2 separate regions of the Mus musculus genome follow, and region 1 is linked to region 2. A link is a contact called in public promoter capture Hi-C data. All regions are on one chromosome and are shown on one strand. The core of a region is the stretch at or near the end of the contact, and the rest is flanking DNA. Distances in the headings are between cores, read along the strand shown. Region 1 overlaps Lnpep (leucyl/cystinyl aminopeptidase). Region 2 holds the start of Lix1 (limb and CNS expressed 1).

Region 1 (3,778 bases), core at 957-3,456, 150 kb before region 2:
CACTGTGTATAGTGCTGGGGGCAGATAAGGATCCCACCATGTCCTTGATTAAAGTGTGAAAAAGTGTTGCCTTCCCTGCTGAAACAGAACTCTAAACATTAGGAGTTCCTAAAATGGTGCTCTGACCCAAAGAAGAGGAGTAACTGTCCCTACTGGGCATATATCAGTGTAGTCTAAATGCAATGCAGCATTTAAAAGGGGCCAGTAAAGAAATTTGCAAACTTCAAAATAGTATTTAATTTTTTGTTGGTATTAGAAATAGGCAATAAGAAATCTGCTTCTGTCGGCTCTTTAAAAAGCTCTGTTTATATGTGCATGTGGTAAACTGTTCTTGAGATTCACGCTGTATAAAATAGCTACATTTTCCTACTTATTCCTTACCATAGTCAAGTCTTAGTTGCTATAACAGAATAACAAACATAATTTAAAGGGAAGAAAGATTTATTTTAGCTCACAATTTGACAGGTTCCTGGCATCTGGGAGAAGAGAAGAAAAAAAAAAATTGGCAGATTATACCTGTCTGGAGACATTCCAGAGTAGTAACTCTCTTCCTCCAGACCCTCCCTCCCAAGTGCCCATTCCCTACCAACTTATCAGTGAGATAAGCAGTTCCTTGTCAGGGATAAATAAGATCCTCTAGCTTGGGACTAAGCTTTCAACAAATGAATGTAGAGAGACCTGTATGTGTGAACCATTGCCTGCCTTCCTCCCTCCCCCACTATGCATTCTCTTTTCCTGCTTTTCTCCCCGTCTCCACACTTCCCCCATCCCCTCTCTCCTGCTTTGCCTCTCTTCCTTTGCTTCTCCCTCCATCCATTCCCCTTCCCTCCCTCTTTCCCCCTCCTGCTCCTTCCCCTCCTTTATTCCCTCCCCTCCTCTATTCCCTCCTTCTCCCCCTCCCTTTCTTCTTTGTGTCCCTCTCCCACTCTGCCTCCTACTCCCCTCTGCATCTCTCTTACCTGTTTTTGCTGCACCGAATATTTTCCAGCACCTCAAACAGGCCATATTTGTGTCTAAACTCGTCTGTGTGCTATGCTTTCTCCTTGAAGAACACCCTGACTTCCCACTCCCTTGACTTCCTCCTTTTCATTCTTCAGCCCTTAGCTAAGCCAAGGCTCATTCCTCAAAGACCTCTGCATCCCAAGAAAAGATAGATTTCTAGTTTATAGTTTCAAATAACAGTATGTACTTTCTACTCAGAATATTCTGTAAATACTGTCTACTTGTGTCTCTACCCATGTTATATTTATCTCCCCTTGAGGGTAAATATTGTGGTTTATAAATCACATGCAATTGGTAAATTCACATTGGTGAATACTACTCACCTTAGTAGTAAGTGCATAAAGAATTAATGAATGAATAAATGAAATCATTCAATTATAATGTTGACTATAAAAACTTTCAAGAAAGAACATTTAAAGCCAAATGAAATGTCTTATTTTTCTTCATTGGTAAAACTCATAGTAAAAGGGAATATACAAAAAGGAATATAATTGTTGAATCTGCAGCTGGAACTGGCCTAATTTGACATAATTGTCACTAATAGTTCCCTTGTGACTGTTGCTGCTTTAATTTCTGCCAGTTCAGATTTTGAGTACACACTGAAAACATTCTACTCTTATAAGGAAATGCTTGACCCTAAGGATCCTAGAATCTTTTTGGCCCCTGACACCCCAATAGTAATTACTCTCAACTTAGTTGCAGTTTCTTTTTCTATCCTCAGAATGTAGTAGAGAATAATTATGGCACTATAAGATCCTCTGGTCTCTGAGGTGTACAGGAAGGCTCTGAGCTTGGTTTACTGGTTCAGTCACGTGCAATAAAGTCCATTTAGCATCTCTGTCACCTTTTCCCATACACGTTGTTTTTGAGTAATTGTTACACAAAATAACAAGCTAGAGAGGGTCATATTTTAGGTTATGCTAAAAAATTTTTACTTTGTCCTTCATTTCTGTTATCTACATTTTATATATATTTTTAAACCCAAAATATTTAACTACGCGATATTTAATTCGAACTGGAAATTGTATGTTTCTGGAAAAGTATGTCACCATTCGAGAAATATTTCTATGAAACTAGAAGATGTATCATTGGAAGGAAAAACAATTAGAAAGAAAAAAAAGGGAGGTGGTTTACTGCCATACTTTTATGTGCTGTTATCTTTGTTCCTACATAATAGGATAAAGAGGAAAGGAAGTGAAACAAAGAAGGCTGGGCTTTTGCTAGGGCTAAGCTGTATAGCATTCTAATCCGCTGGACGTCATAGTTCCTAATTTTATAGTAAGAACATGTATTTTTATTTCTTTGTTTCAGAACTCCAATATTTCTTCATAAAACAGTATTTGATTTTCATAGCTTATAGACAAATGGTTTTTAAAATCACAATTAGATTACTTTGTCAGAAATAATGGGGTTTTGCCATTTAAAATTAAATTGCTCAAACTTTATTATTTTACTTTACAATAAACTATGAAAACCAAACTGTTAATGTGTTATGATTATAATAAATTTAAAACTTATAAAAGTAGTCTCATATACATTTGAGCTAGCAACCAGTTTCATCCTTATATATAAAGCAATTATTTGTTCATACCTATGGTTTTGATGTCCTAGTTCATACTATATATGATAAACTTACTATCTCCTGCTGTTGGCTATGTTGCTAATATTCTGGCAACTTGATAACAGTCACAATTTGAAATATACTCTCTGCTGTATTTCTTCTCTCTCTTATCTGGAGTTGGTCAGGTTTGCAGAATAGTCCTTGCTCATCAGTGAAAATATTCATTATTCCACCATTCATGACCCCATCCACTGAAATGGAGGCCATGCTTAGCATTCCTTTTGAGGTCAGTGGAGATGGGGCTGTGTAATACCTCTTTCCTGGGCTTTATCTTTAAAAGCACCATACAAGATTATACTTGCTAACCCAAATATTGCTCCTTTTTGGATTAGCTAATGATATAATTATTCTCATCAGTTAGAAGCCTATTTGCAGTGGCCTAACCTGCAACCATGACTTTTTCCTTCACTAATAATTCCCAGAACTACATATTACCCTGAAAAAAAGAGTAATGTGAATTTATTTCACCTAATTGATACTTTCCATCTATTACTATGTCAAGAATAAAAAAGAAATAAATATTGAATCTTTTAATTAAAAGGACTGGTAGTTCTATTAGGACATAATTAGAATTATTTCCATCTTCAGAACATCTACAATATCAGCAAAATTAGTAATAAAAGGAGTCATCAGATAAAGTCTAATAATTTATGCTTTTGAACTTGATAAACTGTAAGTAAAACTTCAAGCACTAACCTATCTTTCATGTTAAAATGTGTTTCTAAAGCAATTTGTATGAAAATAATTCACTATATAAGTATTATGATAAGGAAAAAATTTAAATGTTTCAAAACAGGAAAAGGACTAAAGTGGGGCAAGTCCTGAAATGAAAAGTTGGCTATTTGGGCATTGCTTCTGAGGACAATGGAAATGAAGGGGTGGGAAGGTTAAAGGTGAAAATGCAGGATGAACATCAACACATGGAAGATAACTGTAGGAAATATGCCATTAATTCAAACAAGCATGACAGTAAATATATACTACATTATCATTGGGTTTAGATGAGTTTTTTTATATAATTAAAAAATGTATATTTTTACTTTAAGATCAGAAGATAATATATCATTCATATTTTAATGTGGTTTGAAGTTATTTGTTATGACCTTAGTCATTATGTATTCATTCATTTGATAAGGATTTGTAATCTCCTGCTAG
Region 2 (3,480 bases), core at 605-3,104:
TTGGTGACAGACATTGTCCCTTTAACAACTCATAGTTTCTCTTCTAAACTGTATGCAATTGGAAGAAATTAGTTCAGCTTAAGAACTGGACCATACAACGTCATATTTGAACTTTTCTTTCCATTTCCTTTTATTTCTTCTGCTCTCCAAATTCTAGGTCTAAGTTCTTACAATTTATCCAAAGCTTTGGACATGCCAAAGCCTTTCACCCTTCACTAAGATTTGAATGCATTGAAGGAGAAAGACATTCTTTCCTTCTCTTTCACTGGGAGAAACATAGCAAGCCAGAATAGACGCCAGGCTAAGCTTGAAGATGGAGTGACTTTTATTATTTCTAACATAGCTATTGACAAATGCTTGAAGGCAACATTTTTTTTTTTAAACTGAGAAAGAAAGTAGCTTTCATTTTATGCCTTAGAGGACAGATTGGTTACAATTTAATTTCTAAGAGGGAAGTTTTATAGAATAAAGAGGCCAGACATTTCTTTCTCTCTCTGTCTCTCTCTCTCTCTTTCTCTCTCTGCTTTTTTTTCATCACACATATGAGAAATACAAGCTTCAGGGACATCTGGAAAGGGGCATTATTCACTAATCAGAAAGCAGAATCCAAACCACTGATACTTTGATGGAGACACACATCACTAGAGTCACAAGAAAGGAAGCTGTAACGTATTGCAGGCTAAAAACATTCCATATGCATTTTCACCTTTTGGGCAGATCCAAAGAGCAATTCTATTCCAGAAGCCCTTTGTAATCTGACACCCACTGTAGATAAGATACACTATGAAGATAGTCTGTTTTGCAGCAGCGAGAAATCAAATTGGTTCCAGAAGCGAACTTATATGACAAATGGTTTAATAGTATTGCTGGAATTGTAAAGATTGGCTGAATTATTTTTCATAATCATTTTAGAAAAAGATTTAAAAATAACTTTGCCATGCCATGTGGGGGTGGGGGTGGGGATGTCGGGAATGAGGCTGAAGTTAGAAGGCATCACATTTTATTGGCATTATAATTTGCTATTAAAATTTAGGAGCTCAGTGGTTAAAATTAAATTTTGTTTGCTACAATACTTTTAGATAAAACAATACCTGATTTAATGTGTCTAGTTATGGTGTGAAAGATTAAATAGATGAACAACGAGCAGTGCATTTTTTAATTATCATTTCCAAGTTATTTTTAGTTTTCATTGAGTTCCACTCAGCTTTGTTTTATTTAAAAAGCATCTGGAAAAGATCATTAAGACTTGGCAGGTTTTAGACTTTAGAAAAAGTCATCTACACAGTACTGTCTTGGCAAAACAGCCCAGAGTCTTGTGGGCGTAGGTAAAAGGAAAGCCTTCTCCTGGCTGAAGTCGGGAACAATTTAAATATTGCTTAGCCCACAGAACACGACTACAAAGATCTAGCAGAAATCGTAGTTAAACAAGATGTGACTAGACACTTAGGACTATTTTCTAAAAAGTCAGGGGGGGAAAAAAGGTTTTTTTTTTTTTTTTTCCTTCAGTACTTACAGTCTTTGAAGACCAAAGCCGGGTCTCTGTGAGGCAAGGCTTGGGCAATGATGTGCCTCAGAGATTCCAAGGTTCTGTCCATCTCGAGTCTGCCTGTGCAAGCCTCCTGCACAGTCTCCTCATGCCTGAATTCTTGCAGCTCTGGACTGAATTTGTGCAGCTCATTGATGCAGTGGATTACTAAAGAATCCCTTTTAACATCTGCCAATCAGACATTTCCCAGAATCTAAAGACCCTCAGGGCCCTCCTCTCAGGCTCACTTATCTTTGTTGTATGCTGAGCTAATTAGCCTGAAAGGCTGGCTGACAGGCTGGTTCCCATGGCTTCGTTCTGTTAAACACACCCACCTACAGGCAGGCTGGGGAAGCTCAGTCATCATGAGAACAGATTTCTTCTCCAACCAGATTTTGCCTGGATGCTGTGCTGCCTTCCCATTTGGGCATTTCTTTCAGCCTTCCTTCTTTAAATGTGCTGCCCCCGGAATAGGTACTCAAGAAGGCATCGTCCTGCAGGTTCCTAAATTACAAGGGGAAGGCTTGGGACTGCCATCATTGAATAACCACTACAACCAACAATCTAAATTCCCCTTTGGGAAAGAGGAACTATAAAGATTACGATTAGAGTGAGATAATGCATTATTTCTGAAATCAGAATCCTCCCTGCAATGACAGTCACTTCTGGTGAGCAGTAGCAAGCAATCCCTAGTGAACTCTTTTATACTTTGCCTGACCATATTTCTTTTTCTGTTACCCTCCAAGACAAATCGTTCCCAAGATTGACTTTAATTAATCCTGATATCATTCTCTCATAATTTATTCTGTTAAAAATTTAATGGTGAGATCTGGAGAAATGGCTCAGGGTGTCAGGACTCTTGTGAAAGCAAGAGAACTTAGTTCAAATTCCTGGCATGTAAGTGAAAGCAGGACATGGTTGCATATACATGGCTGCATGTACAGGTAACATTAGGGTCCGGAAGCTGAGACAGGTGGCTCCCAGGACATGTCTACCAGTCAATTTGGCAAAAATGGGTAGCTTCATATTCTCTGAAAGATGCTGTTTCAAAAACTAAGGTGGAGAGTGATAGAAGCTATCTACTATCATTCTCTGGAATGCTCTTACATACACACCTGCATAGACTACAGACACTACAACTACCACCACCACACCACCAGCCCACCACCACCACCAGCAACACCAAAAACAACAGCAGCAACAACAGTGACAAGAATTTCTATCGACTAAGAGCAAAAAGCAATACCTTTAAAAGAAAAGTTTAATAGAAAGTTATTAAAAGAACTCAGCAAATGAGACTCTTTCCTATCTCTACAGATCCGTACACATGTGTAAAATAACACTTTGACAAGAGACAAACATGTCATGTGATCACATATCACACTTCAGGAATATGTAATATCAGAAACAAACGAACCAACTTTACTAGCTGTATGCTCTTGTTGTTGAGGCGCTGTGAAGGACTTTGCTGCTTCATTTGAAGTTTTTTTTTTTTTTTTACACAGAACTCACAGATTGTTGTCTCATGTTCCTTCCAATCTTCACATTCCATTATTGTGAAACTAATTCTTTAAAGACTATATAAATAGAATGTCTTTCATGTGATCAATTTCTTCAGCTAGTTGTAGAAGGGTGGGCTTAATAAAAAACAGAGAAGGAAAAAGTAGCAGTGATAATAAATGCTATTATAATGATTATTCCTTGACAAATACCCACAGGAAATTTAGGCCACCCAGAGAAGAAATTCAGGATTGTCACATAGACAAAATGAAATGATACATAGATCTATTTATAGTTCATATATATGCTTGAACCTCATGTGAAGAGACTTACTTTGGGTCACAAAGTATGCTATATATGCCTTGCATCAAATTGTGAGCAGCAGGCATGAATGCTCACATGTGTGTTTGTGTGTGTGTGTGTTGCTGAAGACCAAACCCAGAGACTTGTACAGG

Evidence for each region. Promoter capture Hi-C pulls out the DNA fragments that hold promoters and counts their contacts.
Region 1: a promoter capture Hi-C map of second pharyngeal arch cranial neural crest shows a contact between it and region 2. The contact joins the enhancer-like site here to the promoter of Lix1 in region 2. A contact is called at or near these places in 25 of 39 promoter capture datasets (the 3T3-L1 cell line, 3T3-L1-derived adipocytes, the C10 cell line and 14 more), 1 of 15 datasets of contacts at CTCF or cohesin (CD8 T cells), 23 of 484 Hi-C or Micro-C datasets (the C2C12 cell line, CD8 T cells, the G1E-ER4 cell line and 13 more), 17 of 115 datasets of contacts at active chromatin or transcription factors (acute myeloid leukemia, astrocytes, a beta-TC-6 cell line and 7 more) and 4 of 9 other capture datasets (adipose tissue, liver, macrophages and 1 more).

What each region holds. Positions count from the first base shown.
Region 1 is chr17:17,547,594-17,551,371 of GRCm38.p6, reverse strand. All of the region lies in intron 11 of Lnpep (leucyl/cystinyl aminopeptidase), which reads left to right. Among named protein-coding and RNA genes, the nearest start is that of Gm41537, 58 kb to the right of the region's middle. Within about 2 kb of position 2,206, at least 3 of the 459 cell types and tissues checked have an H3K27ac peak or open chromatin away from gene starts, as enhancers often do. A contact at or near this core is called in second pharyngeal arch cranial neural crest, where this site is marked.
Region 2 is chr17:17,401,060-17,404,539 of GRCm38.p6, reverse strand. It overlaps Lix1 (limb and CNS expressed 1), which reads right to left and starts at 1,854. Exons shown (of 6, transcript NM_025681.2): 1 at 1,514-1,854. The coding sequence starts at 1,595.